4 separate regions of the Mus musculus genome follow, and regions 1, 3 and 4 are each linked to region 2. Evidence: chromatin contacts called from public Hi-C, HiChIP or PLAC-seq and Micro-C data. All regions are on one chromosome and are shown on one strand. Each heading gives the region's core, a stretch centred on a gene start, on an enhancer-like site or on the middle of the called end of the contact. The rest is flanking DNA. Distances are from core to core; before and after follow the strand shown. Region 1 holds the start of Jagn1 (jagunal homolog 1). Region 2 holds the start of Mtmr14 (myotubularin related protein 14). Region 3 overlaps Setd5 (SET domain containing 5). Region 4 holds the start of Creld1 (cysteine-rich with EGF-like domains 1).

Region 1 (3,336 bases), core at 770-3,269, 200 kb before region 2:
TCGAGCTTTGCTTCGTCTACCAAATGTATGTGTGTGTATGCATACATGTGAAGTTGTTGGAGCTTGTTGGAGATTGCATCATCTACCAAGTGTGTGAGTGTGTGTGCCTGTATTACATCACTGCCAACCCCACATCCCCACCTTGGATCACTGAACACAACTGTCAGAGTTGGCCGTCAACAGATAGCTAATTCAATCCCATGTGCACAATAAGCTTAAGGCTTGACTGCACCCTTTGGTCCCAGGCCCTGGGGGAAAGGAAGGAAGTGCATGCTTGGGGACTGGTCCCACTGGATCTCTATCCTAACGTCCATGGCCGTCAGCACCCCTCCTTTCCCCAAGGTGAAATGGAGGGTGCTGTGGGGGCCTGCCCACTCCATGGCAGTGCCCTGAAGGAGTCAGACTACCATGGCATCGCAGGCCCAGAGGGCAGACATTTTTTCTAGTTTTTAATTGGGGTGTGGGAGGGTTTGGGGAGGTTTTCTATCACTGTGTTGTTTTTCTGCTGAGGGTGGAATATTCTGCCCTTTTAATCAAGGTGATTGTGATTTTGACTAATAAAAAGGACTTTATAATTGAAGAAAAAAAAAAAAAAGACTTGACTGCATTGAAACTCTTTGTAAACTTCATGTGACATCTTCCATAAAGATAGGGTCTACAGGTGGTGTCACACGCCTTTAATCTTATCAGGCAGAGGTAGGTGGGTCTCTGAGTTTGATGCCAGCCTGGTCTACAAAGTGAGTTCCAAGAAAGCCTGGAATTACAAGGAGAAACCCCATCTCGAAAAACCACTAAAGGAAGGACAGAGGCAGGTGAGGGAAAGAAAGACTCAGTGCAGAACACAATACAGACAGGATGGATAGATAGCCTGTAAGAGTTTATCAAACAAATAAAGGAACGTAGAAAGATCTCCTTATATGGACGTATTCCTAAACCTCAGGATGGACAGGGTCACCTTTTACCACCCACATCCAGACAGCCCCAAGTTTAGCAGCCACCACACTCCTATGCTGTGCCTTTACACAAACGACTTGCTAATTCCTCACCAAAACCTAAAAATCATGAAATTTTCTCCCTCTAAAAATGTGAAAACTGAGACTCCAATTGGAAATAACCCGAGTTGGAGCTGGAGAGTAGGCTCGCTGCAGTGGAGGCGGTTTGGGTTCATGAACCACAACTCTAGCTTCCAAAATCACTTCTGACGTGTGGTTAGAGACATGGCTTGCCACCTTTCTGGGCTTGGCTCTCAGCACCAACCTCGGGTAGACTCCAAATGCCATGTGTAACTCCAGCTCCAACGCCCTCTACTGGATTCTGCGAGCAGTTGCTCTCACGTGCACAAATACACACACACACACACACACACACGAAATTAAAAATAAAAATCTTTAAAAATGTTAAGGAGTTCTCAGGCCAAGTGCATCCCTGAAAAGCCAGAAGCACTCAGGAGACTAAAGAGAAGGCTGTGAGTTCGAGATCAGCCTGGACGCTACCGTGGGATCTAGACTTGAAAAAGAAAAGTGGCAGTGGCGTTCCCAAGGTCACCCAGGGGGCCAGCACCGAACCACGAGCCTGTGCAGGCTGGATCCCCTCAAAGAATAAGTCGGACCAAGGTGGGCCACGGGGTTTCCCCGGCCTGGAAACAGAGCAGAGGTCGTTAGAGCAGGGGACCTGGCGGGTACACGACAACTGGCTGGGGGGCGACAGCGTGAGGACCACTGGCGTCGCTTCTTCCCAGGATCTGCAGGCTCCGCCGGGAAAGGCCTCGGTACGCCTGGCTCACCTCGTACCTCATCTGGTAGTGCATGGCGACGCGCTCCCGGTGCTGAAAGTCGCTGCCGTCGGTGCCGGCCGCTCGCGGGCCTGCCCGAGACGCCATTGTACAGAACTAAGGCCCCTAACGCCGACCCTCTGCTCACACACCCAGCCAAGCACCCTGCGAACCCCTTCCCTGCTACCTCGGCCCGGCTTTCACTACACGGCGTGGAGCTCCGGGAGAACTTCCGGCCTCTCTATCCTGGGAGGACTGACTCTGTGGTTCCTTCTTCGCGCATGCGTTCTTGGCCTTTCTGAGGTTCTTTGCCAGAGTAGAGCGATTGCGGAATTAACAGTCCCTAGAAATGGTTCACTGACCTGCCCAGAGATCCCATCGTGCAGAACCGAACCCCAGGCCGCTGATGCCGAGCAACCAAGCCCCCAGCAAACCCCTTTTAACTTCATTTAAAGCATTTAAAATAATTACTTGTGTATGGGTGTTTTGTCTGTCTGTCTATGCACCACGTGTGGTTTTTGTGCCTGCAGAGGCTGGAAGAGGACATAGGATAGATTTGCTAGCTATACTGTGAGTGCTGGGATTTAAACCTAGTTCTATTGACCTCTTAACGGCTGACCCAGACCTTAAGTTGTAATTCTTGAGACAGGGCTTCATGTGCTTCATGCTGGCCTCGAACTCTTGACGGTCTTTTTTGCTTCAATCTCCCAAGGCGTGATTATAGTCTTAAACCATACCTAACTAGACTTGGCATCTTTGCCCAGTGGCTTGTTGCACATCTATATTTCCTGAAGCTCCACACAACCTTGGGGTTAGGGTCCAGAGCAAAGACGTTATACAACGAAAAGTATAGGGTGGTCAATGCTGAGAGGCGTCACTCAGAGGCTGAAGCAGTAAAGAGGCATCTCTTCCTCCCTGCAATGCTCTCCATAGTCTGAGACCCTGCGTCCTGAGGGCTAACTGGAACAAAGATGGCTGTGAATATTTGTAATCTCCTCAACGTGAAAGGTGGAGGCAGGAACAGGAGGAGTTCATTGAGGCCAGCCTGGCCTGTGTTGAACGTTTGCCAATAAATTAATTAAATAATTAATAACTGGAGAGTTATTAACAGTGGTTAAGAGTACCTACTGTTTTTGCTAAGGACCCAGATTGTTTGTTTTATTGAGACAGAGTCTCACTATGTCCTGGCATTTGCTATGTGGGTAGCCTTGAACTCACAGAGTGTTCTCCTTGCCGGATGTGTTATACAGCGAATGCATGTCGGGTGCCAGGGGAAGTCAGGAGAGGCCGTCAAACCCCCAAATGCCCTGGAACTGGAGCGCTTGTTGTGAGCTACCATGCAGGCTCTGGAAATCCAACTCAGGTCCTTTTCAAGAACAATCGCTCTTAGCCACTGATCCATCTCACCACCCCTTTGGGGTTTGGCTCCCAACACCTACAGCTCACAACTCACTGAAACTCCAGTTCCAGAGTCTCTAGCACCCTCTTCTGGCCTAGGTGGGCACTGCATTCATACTGTATACAGACCTACACGCAGGTCAAATACCCAAACACACATAAGATTT
Region 2 (3,413 bases), core at 98-2,597:
CACAGAAACCAAGCATGAGGGTAAACACCTGTAACCCCATCACCTAGGAAGTGGAGACAGAAGGACAGGAGTGCATGACTGGCCTTGGTTGGGATAACGCATTTAAGGCTTTTCTGAACATACAGTACAAATTCTAGGGTCTGCCTCCCCAGACATTGTGCTTTAAGAGAATCTAAGACCAGAAATCTTTGTGTTTAACAAGAGCTCCAAATGATGCCAATTATAATCTGAAAGGTACTTAATTGTCTGGTCCGATAATACCACATTAGTGATCTTTCTTAGGTTGTTACTTCAGAGATTAATAGAAGATGTCTCAGCCCCTAGGTAACCTCTGGGGCCAAACCAGTTTTATGGCCCAGCACAGAGACCAACGCCAATGTGTAATGCCACACTGGGAAAGAGAAAGGGCCGGGTCTATCAGTGCTGAGGTCAGTATGCCTCGACCAGATCAGCAGCTCTCTTTTCAGGCCTGGTGACTAGGGCAGAGGGAAATTCCCGGGGTGGGGGGACAACGGACAGAGACTTCTGATAAAAGGAACAGAAAGGGAATGTGGGTTCTCTTCTTGCTCTACAGGAAAGGAAAGGGAAGGGCCTAAGTCATGCTGGTACCTTATAAGGAGGTGACACACTCCGCTGTTCTCTGGGCTCCATAATGTCACACTACTCCAGACTTCTACTCTGATCTCTGGTCCAGAGGAGTCTCTTCCCCATTTTTACTTAGATTTTAGGGGTTTTGTTTTTTGTTTTGAATCTGTTGGTAACCCCTCCTAGGCTCACGAAGGGTAGCGTTCCTATTGTCTAACCTTTGCACCTGGCCCACAACTCCGACCCTTGACCTCCAAACCCCTGTTAAAGCAACCCCCCACCCCAAAACCCACAAGGAGCTTCGGTCCTCCTCTTTGGTGTAAAGCCGGATCCTTACTCTCTGAGTCCATATCCTGGATAAGTTCCTCTCCCGTGCCTCCCCAAGGAGGTCTCATTCCAGCTCTCCTCCCATCCCGAACCACAGTCTTCCCTCGGTAACTCAGGCCAGGGACCAGTTCAGGTCGTTGCACCTTTGGGGCTCACCTTAGAGCCGCTCTTCCCGCCGCTGTCCTTGGCACGGTACTGAGTCCGGGAGAACTCCTCCAGCAGCTCCCAGAGCCCGGGCTCCTGAGGCGGCGGGCTGCCCGACGAGGCGGTGGAACCCGCCGAGGCGGCGGCGGCGGCCCGAGCACCCGCCATGCACAGCCTCGAGTCCCCTCAGGGCGCCTTCCCCCAGCCCATGGCACCTGAAGCTCGGACTCCGGCTCTAAAACCTCCTGAACCGACTCAGCCGCCGCCTTCTTCTTCCACTTCCGGCCCCGCCCCACCTCTCCGGATGTTTACTCCCGCCGCAGCCAATCAGAGCCCGGGGTTCGTGCCCGGCCCACAGGTCCCCGGCCCACCCCTGACGCGGAGGGATCCAAGTGGCCTCACGGCGGGGGCCGCGCTCCGCCCAAGGGGTTTCCCCGGGGGAAGCCGGGCTAAACCACCGCGGCTGCGGGGAGGGGAAAGGCGGGAACCATTGGCAACAAGAGAGGAAGGAACCGCCGGAGGCCTGAGTTAGTGCTGGCAGCAAGAAGACGAGAGCTGCAAGAATCAAAACAGCATTTCAAACAGCACTTCTCCACTGCTCTTATGGACGTCCCTGCCAATATAGCGTGGACCATCATCCTATTTATTTAAAAAGATTTTCTAGCTGGTGTCAGTAGGCAAACGCCAGAGGATGAAGCGTGAGAATCAGGCATTTGAGACTAGCCCAGACCACACCTTAATTTTTTAAAAATGTTTAAAAAAGTGTAGATAATAATGTTCCTTCATTTTCCTATCAGCTGCTTTCATCATAAATCAACACGTGCCAATCTCCTGCTCAGTTCTTCCCTGTCTAGGGAGTTGTTTGTGTATTGGGCTGGTGTTTGTTGTTTGATGTAGGTAATTATTTGTGGTATAGCCAAGGCTGGCCTTGAACTCCTGACTCACCTGCCTCCACTTTCTGGGTGCTGAGAATCTCAAATATCAGTCCCAAATTCCTAGAATTGTTAGTCTCAGAAGATGTGTGTACTATCTACCCCCAAGTATTGATGTTTAGAGAGAAGGTGTTAAGGCCTCCTTCAGTATTGTATATCTGAGGGAGAATTGCTCATTTGGCCATCAGTCAGACAGTTGATTAAGCTATAACTTATGTCGAAAGAAAACTCTCAAAATGAAATTGATGCTGTGAAAACATAGTAAGTTAACATAGTGCCTAAAAGTACTCATTTTCTTAGATTTGTAAAGAAATCTAAGGAAAACACAAACCACAACCCCTGCTGACTGTCAGTCACTCTTCATGCTCAACTAGGTCCTGTCCTGAATTCTAATACTGGAAATTAGTTTTCCCTTTTGGCGATGGTCAAATAGAATCAAAATATGCATTTTTTAAAAAAATTATTATTTAGTCTCGTCTTCTAAACTGTGATGATTATTCTTGCTTCCCAACTTGGGGAAAGGACTCTTCAGTTGAGTAATTGCCTCCACCTGGTTGGCCTCTGAGCATGTCTGTGGGGCCTTTTCTTGATTGCTAATTGATGCAGAGGGAGGTATCCACTTTGGAGAGGTGGTCCTGGGTTGTAGAATAAAGCAGGCTGAGAGAGTTACAGGGATCAAGCTGGTAATCAGTGTTTATTTCTCCATGGCCTCTGCTTCACTTTCTGCCTCCAGGTTCTTGCTTGAGTTCCTGTCCTGCCTGATGGTCCTCAATGATGATGTCACTGATGTGACAGTGTGAGCTCAATAAACCTCTTCTTGGCTTGCTTTTGTTTTTATCATAGCAACAAAAGTAGAACAAACATAATGTCTCTAAGATTTTTCTAGTCAATCGCAATGGCTTACACCTGTGAGTGAAGCCTTCCGAAAGCTGAGGCAAAAAGACAAAGGAGCCATCAAGACCAGCTGTGGTACTACAGTGTGCGACTCTCAAAAAAATCTGTTGCTATGAGTTATTTTGTAGATATTTTTGGTAAATACACACACACTGTCTCACCAGCCCTACTAGTGATATCTTATTGGGCTTTAAAAAAAAAAATGCAGCCGGGTGTGGTGGCGCACGCCTTTAATCACAACACTTGAACACTTGGGAGGCAGAGGCAGGCAGATTTCTGAGTTTGAGACCAGCCTGGTCTACAGAGTGAGTTCCAGAACAGCCAGGGTTATACAGAGAAACCCTGTCTCAAAAAACAAACAAACAGACAAAAAGCAACCACCCTTCCTCCATTCCAGAGGGTCTTATGTAGCCCAGGATGGCCCCAAGGTCCCTGTGTAGCTGAGGATCACCTTATACTTCTCTGCCTCTTCCTCTTGAGGAGATACAAGCATGTAGTAACATGTCTAGTTTAGCAGTGCTAGAGACCTTT
Region 3 (3,720 bases), core at 265-2,764, 140 kb after region 2:
AGTTCCAATGATTAAATACTATGCCTGACATATCAAGAGGAATCAAGAAATGTTTACTGAGTGATCCCATCATAGTAACCAAGTTCAACATTTACTAAAATTCAAAATATAACAAATGAAAAGGATTTGGGGCAGTCACCTTTGAGGTCCCCCAATTATCTGCGAGTAGCTCTGAAACCCTAGAAAAGGCTGAGACACAGTTTAATATATGAAGAAACATTGATGTGCTCAAAAAGTGGAACACTACAGATTAATAATTTTATTTCTGTATTACTTGTTACTTTCCATTTACATCTAACACAAAATAACTAAGGGAGGGAAGGAAATGGCCTTGGTTTCCAAGGTGATGAGATACTGCCCTTCTCTTCCCTTCTATCAAAACTGTTCCCCTCAGGATTCTCAAGTTTTTCTTGTCTTTCCATGGGGGTTCCAAACTCAGTAACTTTTACATTTCTGTTTTGTTTTGTTTGTTTTTAAGCAATTGCTATAGCCCACATCAGACTTAAACTTGTATCCTCCTTGGCTGACCCTCCCAAGTGCTATTATTGGCACACACCACCACATGGGGCACAGACCTCTTTTCATCAAATACCAGATTTACTTTGGATACAGGCCTAGCAAAACATATTAAATGATGACTCCTTTCTTTTCCCCATTCCATTCCTTATAAAAACTGGGGGCAGGGGGAATCGGTTCTACCTGGGGTCAATTCCATCAACTTACTATATCCCCAAAAGGAAAGGAAAATAGAGAACCTATTAAATTTGGGGAAAGAGAATGAAGAAAGGGAAGAGTAGGTGATCAGAATTTCTTAAATTCATGTTTTTATTTCACAAAGTCAAATATAGTACTGACCAAAATGAGCTCTCAATATCCAAAATAATAACAGGTCATAAACATGGAAGAAAGCTGTTCACAAGTCACCATCCATTAGAAGGCATGCCCTTTACATTTATGTGTGTGGGTGTGGGCGTGCGCATGTTTCCAATTTTTAAAAATCTGGAAAACAAAGTAATCTTTAGAAAAATATTTTCAAAAGTATATTCACAATTTTGAAGTGAAAAAAAAAAAGGTTTGAAGGTGACAGTAAAAAGAAGAAATAAAATAGTCAAGTATTCAGCAGCAGCAAGTAAGAGGAAGGACAGAGGCAAAGTAAAAATATAGTTTCACTCTGCCATCAATTATCAACCCACCAGATCTACAAAATACCGGATCCACTAACAAACCCAGCCTGTCTTCCAATACTGAGCACTCTTTTGAGAGTTACCATTTATATGTAGTTTCTAGACTTTTAAGATTTCAGAAGAAATGTATCAGACAGGTGAGGCGGAAGCAGCTGGGAGACAAGAGACCAGTAAACAGTCAACCCAATGAAAGAAACGCACAAGTCAGCTTTAGCAATCCTGTGAAGAGGACTGGCAGGAAGAAGAGTGCAGCTTTAGAAAGAGAACAGGCCTCGTATGCTTCAGACAGTCTTTGTACTGAGGCTGTGGACCTTGGCCACTCTCCCAGAGATGATGCAATCCTGATGAACAAGATCTGCTGCCAGACAAGCGATTGTTAGCAGCCTTTGCAGACAGCAACTCAGCCAAGAAGCAATCTCTGAGCAGCTCCCCATAAGCCACCAGAATGTCAAATTTCTTCCATTTCAGTCTCTGATAAAATAAAGGGAATATCCCTACCCCACGCATCCCAAGCCCTTTTCTTAGAGAGCCCTTTGTCTTCCCTGCTTTCCTTTAACTGTGTTTAAAGTCTCCACCACTCATAATTATATTTCAAATGAAACACCAAAAATATTTTTACTCTGATGAGCAGAATTCTCTAAACATATTAACGATAAGGCCTTTACAGTAAAAATTTATACTAATTTTCCTCAGTTTCCCAAGAAAAACCTGGGACACAATAGTTTCTTGTATAAAAACTGTTATGAAATCTGATACTCAATTATGACTCACAAAAATAAAGATAAATATTTAGACTAATCTAGGGTCAGAGAGGTATATTTTGAATTCTGAAATTACATGGAACTCAGTACATAAAACAATGTCATCTAGGAGAGAAAAAAGAAAATCTACTCTAGCTTAGGTCAAGATAAACATTAACAAAGTGTCTTTACAATGTTAGGTACAACGCCTCCTTTTCTAGGGGCAGCATGACTTCAGATCTTACTAGAGTTAATGATTATAATCCATTTACTTAGACTCCAGCTTAAATATACATTCAATTTAAAAATCTTCCCTAGAATTGTCATCATAGGCCCAATTTCTTTTCAGTTTAGGTACTGGGTTTTTCATATACAATATTGTTTCTCACCTTGTTAAAGACTTAGGTTAGGGAACTTCAACTACAGGAAGCCTCAAACCAAATTTCTTTTTAAAACCACCATCCTTAAACTGGGACACAATTCAAGATTCAGGTTTCTTACACATATATATTACTGAAAGCATTATGTTCAACCCTGTATTTAGATAATGGAAATTAACACATATAGCACAGCTCTGAAAATTCTTTAGTAGGCTAATGAGTAACTGAATTAAGAGAGAAAATTTGTACAAAGAGATAATTTGGTAGGGTACTTGCCTGGCACCACAAAGCCCTGAGTTTTCTTAGCCTTGCACAAATTTGGCATGGTGTTATGAGGCTATCTATAATCCTAGGACTTTGGAGGTACAGGTAGAATTATCAGAATTCCAGGTTATTCTGGGTTACATATAGCAAATTTTGGGCAAATTTGGGATATGTGAGCCCTGTCTTAAAAAACAAAACAAAACAAAAACCCTTCAAAAAAATTGCAAAGGGGTTGGGGGAAAAATTGCAATTTTATGATTGGATCTTTCCGTCTGCATGTGAGTTGAATTTTCTCTTAAATCAGTTTTTCTTATGACTATAAAATTTAAAAGGGGGGATTGAGAGAGTAGGGCTGGGAGGAGAAGAGGGGAGGAAAAATAAATTAATGAAAAACTTTTTTTTTTTTTTTTAACAAAGTGGGAACTCTTATGAGGACTTTAAAATGATAAAGTCTTGCAGGGCGTGGTGGCACAGGCCTTTAATCCCAGCACTCCAGAGGCAGAGGCAGGCAGATCTCTGAGTTCGAGGCCACCCTGGTCTACAAAGTGAGTTCCAGGACAGTCAGGGCTACACAGGGAAAACGTGTCTTGAAAAAACAACAACAAAAACAAGAAAGAAAGAAAGAAAGAAAGAAAGAAAGAAAGAAAGAAAGAAAGAAAGAAAGAAAGAACGAAAAAGAAAAAAATATGTAGTTTCACTTTCCCATCAATGAACAACCTACCAGATCTACAGAATACTGGATCCACTAGCAAACCCAGCTTGTCCTGCTTTACTCCTTTTTATTTTCTTTTGATTTTTCAAGACGGTTTTTCTGTGTAGCCCCGGCTGTCCTGGAACTCACTTTGTAGGCCAGGCTGGCCTTGAATTGAGTAATCTGCCTGTCTCCGCCTCCCAAGTGCTGGAATTAAAGGCGTGCTCCACCACGGCTTTACTCCTCCTTTTACTACACACACACACACACACACACACACACACACACACACACACCAGTTCAAAATGTGGGTTTTTAATGCATACAATCAGCTTTCTGCAGAACTCATGTACCATCTGAATTATATGCTTATCCATTTCTAGCCAAAACCCAACTATCCCAAGGGAAAAAAAACTAGCAGTACTACTTTTTTTTGCTTTGGGAGAAAAGGATATTAGGAA
Region 4 (3,390 bases), core at 385-2,884, 250 kb before region 2:
GACATAGTGGCTCCCAATTCCTCTAACTCCAGTTCCAGGAAATCCAGTGTCCTTTCTGGCCTCCCATTCAGGACATCTAAACTCCTCTCTAGAACCTTCTGCTCACTCTGCTCCAGCCACCTTTGGGAGAAACAGAAGGTCGGCCCCCCTACTGTTCAAACGGACCATCCTGAACACATCCCACCCACCTGTGGTCTACCCACATTCTTGTTCTTCACCTGACAGGTTGTGTGTACTGTTTGTGTCTACTCTACTAAAAAAGCAAGTTTCTCGAAGATGGGGCTTGGTTTCCTTATCTGCTGTACTGTAAATGTTCAGGATCTGGGGAGCGAAATGCTTCCGCAGAGAATCTATCCAACATCATCAACAGAAACCCAGAGTTGGGGTAGATACCCTGCCCCCACCTTCTTACCTGTCTTTGTATTTGGACAACTTCTCTTCCTCCCAGGCCGTGTTTCCACCCCCGAAGTTGTCCCGGATGGTTCTCTCCAGGCCCTGCATATGGAAGAAATTAGGAATATCTAAGTACAGAGCTAGACACATTCATTTGGATTTTTTATTAGTTTGTTTTTTGTTTTGTTGTTGTTTCTGAAACAAGGTTTCTCTGCATAGTCCTGGCTGTCCTGGAACTTGGTCTGTAGACCAGGATGCCCTGGAACTCAGAGATCCACCTGCCTCTGCCTCCCCAGTGCTGGGACTAAAGGAATGTGCCGGCACTCCCGGCCTAACATTCTAACATTTCATTATTTTATGTTATTGACCAGAAAACTGAGGCACTGTGACACACCTTACCCAAATGCCATACAGTTAAAGCCAGCAACCCACACTGGGACTAGACACCATGCAGATTTGCAGAGAGAGCTCCCTGCTCTCCAATAATGGGCCCCTCCCTCGTGGCTATTAGTGCACCCACCTTGTTGAAGTTGTCCACCAGTGCCCGGCAGGTATGACACGGATGGGGCTCAGCTCGGGGAGAAGGATGGGGAGGAGGAGAGGGTTGGAGCCAGACAGGTCCTGGGAGGCTCAGAAACAGGCTCAAGCACCAGAGCAGAGATGGGACCAGGCCCCTTGGGGGCAGTGGAGCCATCTTTTCCCAGGCTGGGGACGTGCAGATAGAGGGCAGGGGGAGGGTTCACTGGAGAAGCCAGGCTGTAAGGGAGGAAAGCGAGGCGCCTTGGGGCTCAGAGCCCCAGACCTACGTAATTACAAAACGAGGATAAACTGGGGTAGTGGAAGCAGAGGCGCTGGAAGGGGTGAAAGAGCCTAATCTACGATTCCAGCAGAGAAATTATTTCTCCGTTACCGTAGGGGGAGGTGGCCGGGATCGCGGGCAAAAGAATAAGCGTCAGCCCATTGTTTTAGGGTCTCAGTGAGTTATTAGGGGCCAAAATTAGAGAGAGGGTTGGATCCCAAAATATTCCGAGAGAAAGGCGGATGGGCGGTCCTGGAGGAGGAGCCCGGATCCGGATATGAAGAGAAGGGGTCAAGTTCAGAGCCTCTTTGGGAGATGGAGGCACAGCCTGAAACAGGACTGGGAGGATCCAAACCCTGCTAGACCTTAGAGGAGGAGGGAAAAAAAAAAAAAAAAAGTCCCCGCCTCCGCCCCGGGCGCTGTGGGCCGAGTCGCCTCAAAGCCACCGCCTCCGTAAAAAGTACACCCTTCTTCAACGCCGCAGTCCGGAGGGCGGGGCCTTCTCCCAGCCAATTATGGAAAGCCATGTGCCATGGCGTCACCCTACACTAGCCAACCAGAAGCGGCTCCGGGCTGCACCTGTCCGGGCTTTAAAGGGCAGCGGGGTTAAAGGCTCTGTTAGCGGGTCCTCGGAACAGATACACGAGTGCTACTTGGTTAGGAATACTGTATCGGCTTTTATTCTAGTGTAGTGCAGGGTCCCAGGTCCCATTCCTCGCAGCAGCCTGGGGCTTCCGAGCTAGAAGTACAGCTGTCCAGGGCGGACCGCAGCGCCTGGGTCACTCGTTCCACCCGGTCCGCGGGTCGCCCCGCGGAAGTGGAGCAGCCTCCCTGCAGTGCATCCAGGAAAGCCGGCAGCTGCGAGGGCAGGGAGAAGAGCGGGGCGACGCGGAACGGGGAGGGCACAGAGTCTGGGTGCAGCAGCCCGTCGAAGTAGACCCCGACGTAGCGGCCGGTCGCCCGGCCTTGCAGGAAATCGGGTAGCACGCAGCTGAGCCAGGCGGCGAGGGCGTCATGCGGCCCGGGCTCCACTGTCTGGAGCTGCAGCCACTGCTGACACTGCGCCACGGCCGCGGGCGAGAAGAGAAGGATTACCACGCCACCCTCCTGCAGGATACGGCGTCGCTGGTGGTGGAACCAGGCTAGGGCTCCGTGCGCGCTCAGCTCGCGGCGGCTCCACAGGTCCACGGCCACGCGCAGTGGCATCTGGCTCAACGCGGACGCCAGTGCTCCCACCAGACGCTCGTAGCCCGCTCCGTCGGCGGAGTGGAGGAGCAAGGCCGTGCGGGAGCCACGGGCCGCTACAGGGATAGTGGAGCCTGTGAGGGTGAGCCCGGACCTGCCTTCCCTCCACCCAATTGAGCCCCAGCGCCACTGTTTGAGACTGTCCTTGGGAAACCAGGACAGGAAAGCACTCACCTTTCCTGCGGTCCTTTTTTAGAAGGAGGAAGAAGAAAAGCGCCGCAGCCAAGAGTAGGCAGGCCAGCCATACTAGGACCCAGCGCCTGTGGATGTCTGGAATAGACAGGGGAAAATAATGGGCTAGTAAGAAACCTTTATCTTTTACTCCACCTTATCGGAGGAGAAAAAAAATGAGTCTATATACATGAAGTGATCTGCCCCAAAGTCGCATTTGTCAGAGCCCACGCACTGAAAAAGCTCCATGTGTCTCTGTGACCTGCCTCCGTTTCCATGCCTGTAAATATGGACAACAGCATCAAGTGCATTCAGATTGCAGCTGATATTGCCCCTGAAGCCTAGGGTTACAGGCCCTTAATTTTGCTGTCTTGCATGATTGCAATAGCCCCTATCTTTCCGCTTACAGTCCATTCACTCTATGGGGAACCACCAAGATCTGTTTAAAATAGGTTTATTCTAGCCCTTGAGGGAGCTGGTGTTGCTGGGGACATAAAATCCTACACCCTATTGGGCCTCCCATCTTCTTCCCAAGACCCTCTAACCACACTGACAGCTTTGGAAACTCTCAAAAATGTACTTCACAGTCTTAAAACTGCAGCTTGACTCCTCTCAACTAGCAGAGGCTTCCCGGTGTGTCTAGGACCTTTCCCCTGAACCCTTCATCCACCTAAACCAGGTCCTGGCTGCGCTCATTCACTGCACTGAACCCATAACTATTACTGTAAGATCGCAAACAGTCAACAGCTCATACTGGCCCTGTCCTTTTAGATTTCTGTTGC

The links. A called contact is a pair of places that touch in the nucleus more often than the background predicts. HiChIP or PLAC-seq counts read pairs in DNA pulled down with a chosen protein or histone mark.
Region 1: a Micro-C map of embryonic stem cells shows a contact between it and region 2, with 3 times the contacts expected there. The contact joins the promoter of Jagn1 here to the promoter of Mtmr14 in region 2. A contact is called at or near these places in 5 of 39 promoter capture datasets (the C10 cell line, embryonic stem cells, fetal liver and 2 more), 5 of 484 Hi-C or Micro-C datasets (CD4 T cells, embryonic stem cells, erythroblasts and 2 more), 5 of 115 datasets of contacts at active chromatin or transcription factors (embryonic stem cells, memory CD8 T cells and pancreatic cancer cells) and 2 of 9 other capture datasets (adipose tissue and pancreatic islet).
Region 3: a contact with region 2 is called in an H3K4me3 HiChIP or PLAC-seq map of bone marrow-derived macrophages, with 2.6 times the contacts expected there. The contact joins the enhancer-like site here to the promoter of Mtmr14 in region 2. A contact is called at or near these places in 5 of 39 promoter capture datasets (the C10 cell line, the HPC-7 cell line, HPC-7-derived erythroid cells and 3 more), 2 of 484 Hi-C or Micro-C datasets (the AML12 cell line and embryonic fibroblasts), 2 of 115 datasets of contacts at active chromatin or transcription factors (bone marrow-derived macrophages and embryonic stem cells) and 4 of 9 other capture datasets (adipose tissue, liver, macrophages and 1 more).
Region 4: a contact with region 2 is called in a Hi-C map of regulatory T cells, with 6 times the contacts expected there. The contact joins the promoter of Creld1 here to the promoter of Mtmr14 in region 2. A contact is called at or near these places in 4 of 39 promoter capture datasets (the C10 cell line, hippocampal neurons, liver and 1 more), 9 of 484 Hi-C or Micro-C datasets (CD4 T cells, CD8 T cells, LSK cells and 4 more), 6 of 115 datasets of contacts at active chromatin or transcription factors (embryonic stem cells, memory CD8 T cells and microglia) and 3 of 9 other capture datasets (adipose tissue, liver and pancreatic islet).

Annotation. Positions count from the first base shown.
Region 1 is chr6:113,441,252-113,444,587 of GRCm38.p6, reverse strand. It overlaps Jagn1 (jagunal homolog 1), which reads right to left and starts at 2,019. Exons shown (of 2, transcript NM_026365.3): 1 at 1,791-2,019. The coding sequence starts at 1,879.
Region 2 is chr6:113,235,777-113,239,189 of GRCm38.p6, reverse strand. It overlaps Mtmr14 (myotubularin related protein 14), which reads right to left and starts at 1,347. Exons shown (of 19, transcript NM_026849.2): 1 at 1,069-1,347. The coding sequence starts at 1,224.
Region 3 is chr6:113,097,600-113,101,319 of GRCm38.p6, reverse strand. The region is part of intron 1 of Setd5 (SET domain containing 5); the gene reads right to left. Among named protein-coding and RNA genes, the nearest start is that of Setd5, 22 kb to the right of the region's middle. Within about 2 kb of position 1,514, at least 266 of the 459 cell types and tissues checked have an H3K27ac peak or open chromatin away from gene starts, as enhancers often do. A contact at or near this core is called in the AML12 cell line, the HPC-7 cell line, adipose tissue and 7 more, where this site is marked.
Region 4 is chr6:113,481,600-113,484,989 of GRCm38.p6, reverse strand. It overlaps Creld1 (cysteine-rich with EGF-like domains 1), which reads right to left and starts at 1,634. Exons shown (of 10, transcript NM_133930.2): 1 at 914-1,634; 2 at 413-495. The coding sequence starts at 1,087. Il17rc (interleukin 17 receptor C) reads right to left here. Exons shown (of 18, transcript NM_178942.1): 17 at 2,612-2,707; 18 at 1,827-2,493. The coding sequence ends at 1,871.